Linked DNA regions of Anser cygnoides: region 2 is linked to region 1. The links are chromatin contacts, called in public Hi-C maps. All regions are on one chromosome and are shown on one strand. The core of a region is the stretch at or near the end of the contact, and the rest is flanking DNA. Distances in the headings are between cores, read along the strand shown. Region 1 holds the start of FBXL7 (F-box and leucine rich repeat protein 7). Region 2 overlaps FBXL7 (F-box and leucine rich repeat protein 7).

The links. Hi-C and Micro-C count contacts between places; a contact is called where the count stands out from the background.
Region 2: a contact with region 1 is called in a Hi-C map of liver, with 2.1 times the contacts expected there. The contact joins the enhancer-like site here to the promoter of FBXL7 in region 1. A contact is called at or near these places in 3 of 7 Hi-C or Micro-C datasets (granulosa cells and liver).

Annotation. Positions count from the first base shown.
Region 1 is chr2:74,139,265-74,145,688 of Taihu_goose_T2T_genome, reverse strand. It overlaps FBXL7 (F-box and leucine rich repeat protein 7), which reads right to left and starts at 3,237. Exons shown (of 4, transcript XM_013179283.3): 1 at 3,107-3,237.
Region 2 is chr2:74,260,389-74,266,812 of Taihu_goose_T2T_genome, reverse strand. All of the region lies in intron 2 of FBXL7 (F-box and leucine rich repeat protein 7), which reads right to left. Among named protein-coding and RNA genes, the nearest start is that of FBXL7, 120 kb to the right of the region's middle. Within about 2 kb of position 2,697, at least 1 of the 3 cell types and tissues checked has open chromatin away from gene starts, as enhancers often do. A contact at or near this core is called in liver, where this site is marked.

The DNA.
Region 1 (6,424 bases), core at 1,988-4,487:
AAGATGGGCTGTGATCCAGTTTTCTCCTGCCTCAGAATTAAATTTGTAGAAAACAGATATACTTATCAGACATGCCAGGAACTATTTACTCAGACTCTGACGACAAATTATTTTAGACTATTCAAACATCCAGCTCTCTTGTCTACTTAGCATGCCAATTTGTAGGTTCTAATAACATTCTATTCAATAAAGCCTTGGACGAGCAAAAAAAAAAATGAAATAAAAGGAAATATAGTGTAGCTTATGTGATTAGTCACAAACACTTTGGATACCCGCCTGAGATTTTACATGTATACAACGTGTATGTGATTCTGAAAAACTGTCTAGTTCTGATAAGCATAGCAAAATGTAGTAATCCATGCAAAATATAATTTCCTATTAATAAATGTTATCTAGTGCTTTCTTGTGTGGGAGTTATCCCTGCCACAATGCATCTCCTCATCTTCAATTTTAGAAGGAATTTGAGCAGACAGATTCCCGATTTTCCACATTCTTACAAGTGGGAAGACTAGAAGATAACATCCATTTAAAAAATAACTTTCAGTTGTCCTCTTGAAATCTCAGTTCAGGTATCAGCAAGGAGTAAGCAAGATGACAGCATTTAGCTTTAGCTAAGCAAAGGTACCTTATTCCATCCCTGGTTTCAGTCCCTAAAACAGCACACTGCAATACATTAGTCTACAAAGCAGACAGCTGAAAGTAACATACTTAACTACAAGTGCCACTTTATCAACTTAAACACAGATATTCAGGTTGCCTTTAGGGCACAGAAGAACAGGATGTAAGGACAGTGCTACCCTTCCACTGAGGATCGCAATCACATCCTGTTAAAAGCAATTTTTATGGCAATTGGGCAGTTCAGTTGCTAAAGGTACCAAAAGCCCCAGCTAGGAATACAGAGTACCTTATTAAAAAAAAAGCTTCCTTTTATCAGATTTAGATTTGCTCTCCTCCCCATCACCCCGAAAGATAGCAGTGATCAAGAGTAAGAAAGCGGTGATCAAGAGCATCTGTAAGTTTCACTGTGATTGATGCTGTACAGAAGCTGATGGATGGAACAAGAGACCTGAATTGAAAAACCAAAGTATGGGCCACAGTTTTGTTTGTGGTGGTTTGTGGGTTTTGTGTGGTTTTTTTTTTGTTTGTTTGTTTTCAGTTGGTTGGTTTTAAACCAATATACTGCCTTCTATTTTTCAACTCAGGTAATGGTCTGTGCTGCATAAACAACTTTGTCACATGTGCCAGGAGCTGCCTGCCTTCCCAGGAGCTGACCTCCACTCCACTCTGAATGGAGGGAAGAGGTGAATTATCTAAGAACATCCCAGTCGCACCGATCTGCCTCCTCCCTGCAGTTACTACTAGGCTCTCTGAGAACATTAAAGCTCTCTTCCACTTCACTCAGGGCTGCAGAAGATAACCCCTAACCCATCACTTCAATCCGTAATATTTTGAAGCAAGCATTCCTATGGATCCACGAGAAAGCTCAGGGACACAGCCGTGCCTTCCTGTCATCGTGCCAAAACCCCTCAGCAATGACTTCTGCACAGAACCAAGAACTGCAAGACACTGACTCAACTCCAGGGACAACCTAGGATTTCCCCTTTCAGGAGCAGTCCAAAGAGGCTTTGATCGCAGCTTCCAGGCTGACCCCATTTACACAGAGGTTATTCTCACGACGGCATCAAGTGAGCCAAACCCTGCAACAAGGAGAATGTCTTGAGCTTGAAGCTCCTGAATCCTTCAGCTCTTCCGAAAGCAGAGCTCATTTGGCACCAAATGAAAGGAACCGCAGAATCTGTTGGAGAAGCGGTGGTTTTCCTTTCCTTTTCCACAACCTCCCCGCATACTTTGGATGTGAGAGAGGTGTATTCTTTGGCAGTTGCCTTCCGGACCCCCGGAGAATCCAGCAGGTCGCAGGGCCGCCTCCCTCACTCCACCCTCACAAAAAGGGGGGACGTGTGGTGACCCCACACAACGGTAGGAGCACAGCAAGGGCAGGACAGGCAGTGGCCCCGAGCACGGCGCGGGCAGGACGCGTGCCCCACACGGTCCCATGGATGCTGTCGGGTGAGGCGTGCAAACGACGGCTGGGGGCTGAAGGAAGCTTTGGGCGCGGGGGACAGAGGAGGCACCCCCCGTGCTCGCTGTGGGTCTGCCGCCTTCGCTGGCCCCTTTTTCTCCGCCATCGGCCGAGACCCATCCCCCTGCAACTCCAGCCAGACCGAGGGGCTCCCTCCCCCCGGCAGGACGGGTTAGGCCCCGCGTACCGAGCACCAAACCCGGCGGAATCGCGGGAGGACCAGGCTCGGCTAGCAGCTGGAGCGCATTAACTCCCCCTCCCCTGCCGCCCGGGGCTCCTTTTCCCCTTTTCTCTCCCCTCTGCTCAGACAGGAAGCAGCCACACAGCAGCCCAGCGCTCCGCGGGCGGGTCGCAAGCCCTCACAAAAGGCGGCTTTTCGGCAACAAACACCCCCCCGACACCCTCCCCCCGCGCCCCCCAGCCCCCTCCCCGCGGCTCACCCTCGCTGCCGTACTGCTTGCCGTTGCTGGCGCCCATCCCGCCGGCTTCATGCCCGCCGCCACCCCCGCCGCCGCCGCCGGCCTGCTGCCGCCGCTGCCCGCCGCGCACCATGGCCACCGCGGGCAAGGGCAGGGGCGCGGCGCCGCCCGGCGCCCCCCAGCTCCCGGCCGGCTCCAGTTGTAATCCACGGGGCCCCGCCGCCGTGCGCGGGGGCTCCTCCGGCCTCGGTCGGCTCCGCTCCTCCTCCTCCTCCGCCTCGCAGCCCGGCTGCCTCCCCCGGGAAGCCGCCGCCAGCCACTTGTTGCTGCCGGGGAGGGACGGAGGGAGGACGGGCAGCGCCGACGACGACTTTTGTTAGCGGCAGGCGCCTCCTCCCGGCGCCCAGCGCCGCCGGGACGGAGGGAGGAGGGAAGGAGGAGGGAAGGAAGCGAGGCCCGGCCCGGCCACGGCCGGGAAAGACGCGGAGACTGGGCTGGGGGGAGGCTGGGCCTCCGAGTCAGCGCCCTCAGCGCTGCCCCGCTGGGCCCCGGGCGCTGCCGCCCGGTCCCCTCCCGCTGGTAGTGCACCTTCAAACTCGTTAATTACCAAATGGAAACTCCTCTTCAGCTCTCTTCGCGCTCCCGTGCTCTTTTGCCCCAAGGGACAGGCTGTTGGGGGGCCCCAGCTGCCGCTACCAACTGCACCTAACGGAGCATGGCCCGTCATAAAGGGTGCTCCGCACCACTAGTGACACCACAAGGGAGCCCACGTAGCAGTCACACACGGGAGACAGAAGAGCGAGAGGAGCCCACAGCCCCAGGAGAGGGACGCCTGTAACCTGTGCAGCCTGGGGAGCAGCATGCCCCCAGCCTTATATATGAAAGAGCCCATCTTCCTAAATGCCACAGAATCATTTAGGTTGGAAAAGACCTCTAAGATCATCTGGTCCAACCATTAACCTAGCACTGCCTAGGCTACCACTAAACCACATCCCTAAGCAACACATCTAAACATCTTTTGAATACTTCCAGGGATGGTGACTCCACCACTTCCCTGGGCAGCCTGTTCCAGTGTCCCGCAATCCTTTCAGCGAAGAAATGTTTCCTAATATCCAACCGAAACCTCCCCTGGCACAACCTGAGGCCATTTCCTTTTGTCCTATCACTTGTTGCTTGGGAGCGGAGACTGACCCCCACCCCAATATGGCCTCCTTTGAGGTTGTTGTAGAGAGCAAAAAGGTCTCCTCTCAACCTCTTTTTCACTGGGCTAAACAACCCCAGCTCCTTCAGCCACTCCTCATAAGACTTCTCTAGACCCTTCACCAGCTTTGTTGCTCTTCTTCGGATACACTCTAGGACCTCCATGTCCTTCTTGTAGCGAGGGGCCCAAAAATACATCCCGACACACACTAGACAATAGAAAATATATAAATAATTTTGAGCAAATACTCTTTGTCAGCATTTGCAAATGGAATATGAAACTGCAGCACTAAACCATAAACACTGACAGCGCTACGAATAAAGTTTCTAAAACCTGAAGTTTTGTGGGTATTTAACTTGAAAATAAACATATATATATATATGCATTTTCAATAAGAGGTGAGCTAGTTACCTGAAGCTGAAATGAGTGCTGTTAGCACTAATGACCAAGAAGTCATCAGGCAACTTTAATTATACTCTAATTCCATCAAATACAGGTCATTAAGGCTTCTCCTTGCAAAGAAGTTTTGGTCCTGATTCAAGATGCCTACACACACCCCTCAGTTCTCACAAATCAGTGAATGACTAGGAAAATCATACCTTCTGGGGTCAGACTCATTAGATTACCATCTGAGCTTCCTTTGAAAGACAATGTGAATTCCTAAAAATATAGTTTTCTTGACTCAAAGGTTAATTTCTAACCACTAATATTAAACCAGCTTTGTCCTGTGCCAAGGCAGGCAGGCTTTGACACAAGTGTCTGCTTTGAACGTGCATTTTGAGCGTTACCTGTTGAGGCCATAGGGAAGAAGCAACCTGCCTTCAGATCTGTAAAACAGTAAAAGGTAACAGTGCACGGTTAACGTTTGCTCTACATACAGGCCCACAGCCTGCCAGCAAAGTATTCTTCCTCCTGCAGTATGGCTTGTAGGGTTCGAAAAAGCCCTCCCGAACACTTGCTAAAAACTCACCCAAGCAGAGTTAAAGAAAAAAAGCTTTCTGCAGGGCAGCAGCCTACCTCCAAGTCAGCAATGGGCAGCTGCTGCTGCCATGCCTGCCGTGTCGTCCTCTCCCAAGCAGGCACGGCTGGGCAATGCTAGTCCCCAGCTGTGCTGAAACCAGCATGTGTCCCAGCTCCATGTGCAGCCCAGCTGTGCTTAATCTTATCCTGAAATGCAGTGGCGGGAGTAGCCACTGCAAACTGCTCCCTAGGCAACCTCTCATCTCCTCACATCCCGTCATGTGCTGTGCATCCTGTGGTAGTCAACCACCTGAAAGCTTTCCTGCGGGGTTCATAGGGCCAGGAAGGCAAACAGTCCTTCTTCTGACTCCCAGAAAGTTGTACACTGGTTGCAGCAGCCTTTCTTGTATATGAGAGAAATTTCTTAGATTGATAGGGTGCATAAACTTACATAGGCCCAAGTTCATAGCTATACTTAAATATTTGTTATGCTATTCAGAAAGAACAGAGCTGCTGTGCGGAGAAACACAACTTTTTCCCTCCAAACTCAAAATACGATGCAACATAGTTGAAATGAATCCCTTTGTCAAGAAGTATTTTTAAGAACAGCATGGAATGATGCTTTGTGAGACATGTTCAACCGTCAAGGGAGACCTGTAAAGAATAAAGACATTAGACAAACAAATTACCACTCCATCAAGTTTATGGCACAAAGCCCAGGAATATTCTGACATGACCAGAACTAAAAGGAAAGAAGAAGAAAAAAAAAAAAAAAAAAAGAGAGAGAGAGAGAGAGAGAAAGGAAAGGACATTTTGGTTTAGGAGATCTTGGTTTAGGAGCAGCTTTCAGATAAAGGACTGAATATTTCTGCTGTACATCCCATTACGCTATTTTCAGAGGAGAATGAAATGAAGGGCATGTGGAGAAGCAGTAAAGTACAGAACTTCTTTTGGTACAAAGACATAAAACTCTCAGCAGAAACGTGTTTGTCACAGATGATACTACTGAAAATGGGTAACCCTTTTGTGCTAGGCATTTAGGACAGTCAATCTTAGAGCTTCATAAGACCAAAAGCTCCCAGAGAAGTTGAGAAATGCTAGTTCAAAGAGGACCTACACGTCTTAGCTAGGGCTGAGTCATCTTACAGCCATCCAGTATTTACCAAACACTTGGTTCATTGTGGGATACACTGTGGGAGCCTGGGAGGCCTATTATCCAGAGGCATATGGTTTGGGGCTCAGGGCCATTATGGTGCCTGTGGATGAGACCTAAGAAGATATTTTTTTAACAGTTTCAGAGGTGTTTCACCCCTTCTTGACAAAGTTACAGAGTAGCCTTTTTCTTGTGTGGTTGGGTTTTTTTTTTGTTTGTTTGTTTGTTTTTTAATCCTTGTCTTCCAGTTGGTCAATACCTTGTTTGTGAAGAGCTTACTTATTTGGCTCAAACTACAAATACAGTATATCTGTACATAAATACAGCAGACTGGTGGGAGTCTCTGGGCTGTGACTGAGCTCATCTCCCTGAGCCACATGGTATAATTCCTTTGCAAAACTCTTTATAATGACCCTTTAAGATACCCTAGCCTTCAAAATGGTACAAAAGATCTGAAAGCACATCAGTTCTGCTACATTTTCAACAATCAAAAGGAGAGGAAGTACTTTCCGTAAGGACAAGAACAACTTTGTGGTTTGTTGTCTCTTAATATAAGCAGTATGTACCCTGTACCCACCAAAAAGGGGAGGAGATGGAGTACTATCAACAGC
Region 2 (6,424 bases), core at 1,448-3,947, 120 kb before region 1:
TTAATTACAGTTTTTTCCCTTCTAAGGGTTATCTTGCATCTACTTCTCTTCATGCACACAATGGGGTAAGTAGCTGCAGTGGCCATGAATGCCAAGGAGGACAGGGTGCATCCTAGACCCATGAGAGGTGGGCAGAAGACTCTATGAGGCTTTAGGAATGGAAAGGGCACATCCAGCAGCAGTGAAAGAGTACACACAGCTTTTCTACATAAGAGTACACACTGGTGCAAATTATAGTCCCATAAATACACTTTACTGTTATCTAAGATCAAATAGTCATGAAAAAAGTGGATGATTAAACCACGTGCATTTTCCAAAGTGATTCCGTCTCAGGGAATGCAGCAGTGTAACAGAATACCATGCCCACAAAATAATCAGATGTGGTGAGCTAGTGGTCAGGGGTTTTTTGTTTGGTTGGTTTGGTTTTTGAGAAAAGAATGACAGAAGAAGCAAAATAGAAGTGGGATCCTGCGACAGACTTTGGGGAAGATTAGAGGGAAAGGACAATAGTCTAGGGAGAACAGAAGGACCATTTTGTCTGATGCTTTGCCAAGTCTGCATTAAATAACAAAACAGTAAGTCCTAAATGAATTTGTTAAAATGGCAACAAGTCCGTCCTGATCTGATGAAAGATAAGGCTACGTGAAGCACCGCTACTCTGTTTGAACACCAGTTTCTGCTACCTGAGCTAAAACCACAAAGCCTGGCTGCTGGAAGCCTGCTCGGTCAAGATCTGCCTCTCCACCACCAGCTACCCCACAGTAGCCTGGAAGCGCTGGGAGTTCAGCCCAGCGATTTTCAATTCTTTTTGGAGGACCACTGCTTTCTAAAGCCACAAATGATTATCTGCAGCAGTTTCAGTCTGCAAACCAAAAATGACCAGCTGGCTAGAGAAATCAAGCTACACCTTACTAATTTGAAGATGACATTTTTCAGGAGAGCTCTTAATACCTTCTGATCCCACTCAAACACAGCAATCAAATAGAAAAAACTCCTTCGCTGAAAGTCTCCTCTGCCCTCTAAGCTATCCCCAGCCATACCCACCTCCTGAGTCAGGTATTTACGTGGCACCTCTTCTCAGTGCAATAGGTAAACACACACGCTGTGCCCCCAGAGAATTTCTCCTGTTTAAGCCAAGATGCGATGAAGCGAGATGGGGATGACTAACTGGGAACACTGCATTGGAGCTATATGGTTAAGGGATGGTGTAAAGTGCTTCGATAAATAGACACATGAGGTGGCCAACTGATATCTAGTAAGATGCTACTTTACACAACACACTGCGAGACACTAGATTCAAAAGATGACTGTCAACTTGAGAACAGCACCTAGGGAAGGATTTCTACATGCAACTGCTTCCCGTGATCTTCAGCGTATGATTATTGACAATGAGACTGTTTTTTTCCCTTCCTATAGTACACGCTTCTGATTATGTTTGCCTTCTCTCCTAAACCAGAATTTTCCATGGAAAAAGTCATGAAAAAAGAATCCTGCAACCAGAAAGTGTTACATGCTCAAAGCAGCACCTCCCTCCTCTCCTATGAGCATCATAGCACAGCTTGTACTTATCTCAATCACCAGCGTACACATGCAGCTCAAATCAAGGCTGCGAGGAACTTGGCAGCATTTGTCTTCGCAGGCTTGCCACTCCCAGGATTTTCTTGCGTTCTGACCACAATTACAACACAGAAGCAGAAGCCAGAAATACCTAATTTTGTTTGACTCGAGTCACAACGATGTGAAAAAACACAAATTTGTACAGATAAGGTGGAAACTGAACTAGCCACTTAATTTCTCAGAGCTTGACTGAAGTATAGATCCCATAAAAACAGTTTGGAGAAACTGGGATTTTCTTTTCCTTGGACAAACTTCAGGTTAGGACTGGAGACCACACTGATGTTTGTACTCAGTTCCTGATACACAGTTCCTTTCAAGTACAAGGAGAGACAAAAACACCTACTACTACTGCATTTAAGTAAGTTTACCAGAATTGGGGTCTTTGCCCGTTATAGCCTATGAAATAAAACTATAAAATATACAACAGGATTTTATTTTCTACCATCTAAGGAAGATAATTATAGAATTTCAGTTTTAACACTTTCAAAGTTCCACTGCTGTTTGCGTGACCTTCAAGACTCCAGCTACCTTAGAAATGCAAAAAGAAAAAAAAGTGAAATTGCGGTCAGCATTTTACAGAACTGCTGCTATCACAGGTCACTAATGGCTCTTAAAAACCTTCCAAAAGAGCAGAGATGCTGGGAAAACACATAAAAAAAAAAAAACCTGGCCCCAAAATAAAAACAACAACACTTGATTAAGACTAAAACAATGCAGCAGTTTCAATGTCTGTTATTTGCACACAAAAGTCCAGGGAATTATAAACTGAGCTAGGAAGAGAATATGACAGGACAAGAAGAGGCATAAACCCAACAGCTCCTACCCTAAACTGTCCATATATAAAAAGAGGGAAAGTGCTTTAAGGCAGAAGTGTGTTTGTGAATTTTGGCTACAACTGTTGCTGCAGCACACAGACAGTTGGGGATCTGCCATCACAAATAAAACTCACAGTTTGCCAACAGCATACCAAACATTAGTGGTCTCTAACATAACTACAGGTTTTGCTCACGATAGTGCTGCCAAATGACAGCAGGGTTTTTGTTTGACTGCTTGCTTCACTTTTTCACTGTGAAACAACTGTTTGTCTAGCAATTTGAAACTATCCATCAATAAACATGTTTTGTTACATGCATACATACAGTGAAGCCACGAGGTTTTTCAGTCATTAGTGTTCACCTCCAGAGCCTTTAATCACACAACTGTTTATTAAAACACTTACTGCGTGAACAGTAGAAAGAAAATGCTGCTTTCTCACAATAGAGACTAATCAACCCAAAACTGGAGAAGATTTCCACGGCAATACTCAAAGTATACAGCAGCTCTTCAAGTTTGGTGGCTTCCTTTGATTGTCATTTTACAAGCAATAAACTCTTAGTTTAAGCATGGTCTTTTTGTTTCAGTGTGGTCAACCCGTACAGGATTGGTTACAAACTCTTAAAGGTAAAAATGGTTGGGAATTCCTGTTGGTGTAAGAAGAACAAAATAGCACCCTGTTCTGGCCCAGGACTAGATCAAAGTTAAAGTGAAAGCACAAGAACTTCTCCAGTAAAACACACAGAGCAAGAAGTAAGGTGCCTTCTTAAGTCAGCTAAACCATATTGAATTCCCACTGGAATAAGAGCATGTTATGGACAAAGTGTCTTTTTGTGGCAGCAGCATCAGTCACAAATCCTAAGCAGTCTCCTGGTAAATGCTATCAAAGGAAACTAAAGGCCAGCTCAGCACTACTGCTGGCAAGGTTCATTAGTCCACACACAAAAAAAAAAAAAAAAAAAAAAGAATTATGCAACCAGAAATATTAATGTCTTGCCTTTGTCAGTCTAACAGAGTAGAAAATTCCTGCATCTGTCTTCTCCTCCTCCAAGTGGAGCCACATCCCACAGTCTGGAGGTGACCCCTAGAAGCTGTCATGCCACAAATGACACCTCTCCACTACTCAAGCCTGTCATAGGGCCCCTCTGAAACAGACTGGGGGAAAGAAGGAGAGTGTAAGTCTGACAGCAAATGAAAAAATAGGGTCCAGCCACTCTTTTCAGAACTTTGCTGACCCATCAAAAGTTATATATGACATTTGAGGTATTTTATTATATCATTACTTTTCAGGAGTGGATTTTCCTAGAAGTGGCTCCATACCTTAGTATACTTCAGCAGAACATGTCTCCCAGAAAGGTCTATTATGTACTACTTGTTATACCTCAGCAGGTCCCTAAGTATTTTCTTACTGAGGTATGCTGCTCCTACCAAGTGTCTGAAGCCTCCTCAGTCAGACAGGAGAGCGTACACACAAGGAAGGTCTGGTTGCTCCTCGCACTAGGATTTAAAAATTCTAAAAAATCTAAGCCTGAAAAAAAAAAAAATAATAATAATAATAATAAGTTCCCAGTGCTACACTAGTCATAACATCAGCTCACAGTCAGAAATCTATCCTACCTGACTTTGCAGTTGTATCATGGAGTACATTCTCTAGGCATCGGTAAAAGACAGTGAAATGAAAATGCAAACTGGTGAAGCCATTTCCAGAACAAACTCTTCATAGCTCTCTCCCGCTTGCAGCTAAGCCAACCTTCTATCTAGAGGAAAGACCTTTGTGATTTTTTCCTGCTTTATTATTAAGCTGGAAACAATAGCCTTTTTGTTCTACAGCAAGAATACAGGAGCCGAAGCCCAGCGCACAATTGTGTGATCATCGCGCAGCCCCGTGTCCCAACCTTTCTGAAACCCTGCAGGCACAAAGCTAACCAGCTGACTAGTGAGAAGATAAAGGAGGGTCCAAGGGAAACAATGAACAAAATTGTCACTTTGAACAATGCAGAAGGCCACTTCAGTATTCCCACAACCTCTTGCCAATTTTTCTTTCCTTGTGTGATTTCCTCCATCAAACAACAGCTGTCAGTTTTGACTGCTTAAATGATTAATTATTCTTACTGCAAATATTCTTAGGAGAAATGAGAACACTGACCTAAAGCCAGAATGTTTGACACTTTTATTTTTAATATTTATCCTCACTTTATGTGGCTGAATATGAAGGAGGCTGAGACACGGAGCAGTTTACTCCCCAGGTTGCAAAACGCAGCCCCTGCCCTGCTTGGCACCTCCGAAGTAGGTTCAGCTTACAATGGCCAGTGTCCAGGTCACCTAGTCACTGCAAAGGATACCCACATAACAAAATTACTTCACAAGCCAAGGCAGAAGTATCATTCCAGAGACAGAGAGACTTTTCTAGAAGTGTTTCTGGCTGGTTAGGATCTAATTAGAGCCTGCTGGGCGTGCAGCAGCAGTCACTGTGCAGATTTTCAGCTGGTTGACGGCTGTGTCTGCTCTCCGCAGCACTCCAGGGACTGATGGGGCATCAAAGGCTTTCAGTTAGCTGCTTCACACAGCCGTGCTGCCAGATATCACAATAATAGGCTGTGCCTGAATCGTGTGTTTTCAGTAGGTCTGAGCCTCTCAAACAGCTATGAATTTTTTTTGTTTGTTCATAAGAGCAAATTGTCCTATCTTGGAGAAAGAAAAAAAATCTATCAAGGGAGAACTAGATTGCCTCTGCCTCAGAGAACTTTTCAATTCTGCAACTATGGTACAACTAATAGACCAAATGTAGTGGCAGACCTGCAAAGTGCTTCTGGAAGTCCTTCATGTCCACTTTGTAAAAGTAAAGCACACACAGAGCTTAGTGGTGAAGTTATGCACAATTAGAACCTTTTGCTGAAAAACGCATCTGCTACTTCTAGGTGAAGAGATGCTCCTTTCAGGCATATCTGTTTTGCACATGGTGGCCAGTCAGTTTAAGCACATTATGTTCAGCAAAGCCACACAGATTACATAGCCAGCAACAACCCCAAATACCCTATGAAAACAGTATCACAGAATGACTGGGGTTGGAAGGACCCCTGGAGATCATCTAGTCCAACCTCCCTGCTCAAGCAGGGTCCCCTAGAGCACATTGTCCAGGATTGTGTCCAGGTGGCTTTTGACTATCTCCAGGGAAGGAGACTCCACGAACTCTGTGCAACTCCTTCCAGTGCTCAGCCACCCTCACAGTCAAGAAACTTTTCCTCATGTTCAGGCAGAGCTTCCTGTGCTGTAGTTTGTGCCCATTGCTTCTTGTCCTATCGCTGGGCACCAATGAGAAGAGTCTGGCCTCATCCTCTAGACAACCTCCCTTCAGAAACTTACAGACATGGCTCAGATCAGATCAGATCCTCCTGAGCCTCCTCCTCAAGGCAGAACAGGCACAGCCCCCTCAGTCTTTCCTCATCTGACAGACGTCCTTAACCGTTTGAGCAGCCCTTTGCTGGACTCACTCCAGGAGCTCTGTGCCTCTCTTGTACCGGGGGTCCCAGCACTGGACCCAGTACTCCAGGTGAGACCTCACCAGTGCTGGGCAGAGGGGCAGGATCACCTCCCTCCACCTGCTGGCAGCACTCTTCCTAAAGCAGCCAGGATACCCTTGGCCTTCTTGGCCATGAGGACACAGTGCTGGCTCATGGTTAACCTGCTGTCCACCAGGACAACAGGACCCCCCATTCCTTCTCTGCAGAGCTGCACTCCAGCAGGTCAGCCCCCAGCTCATACTGGTGCATGCAGCTATTCCTCCCCAGGTGCAGGACCCTGCACTTGCCTCTGTTGAATTACAAGAGGTTCTCCTCTGCCCATTTCTCCAGCCTGTCAAGACTCACACTGCTGTAACTTGACAGCTCAGGTGCTTGTGATCCACGTTAGTCTCTTATTCATGTGCTGGAGAGGAGAAAACTCATCCTAAATTCACAGAATCACGGAATCATAGAATATTCCGAGTTGGAAGGGG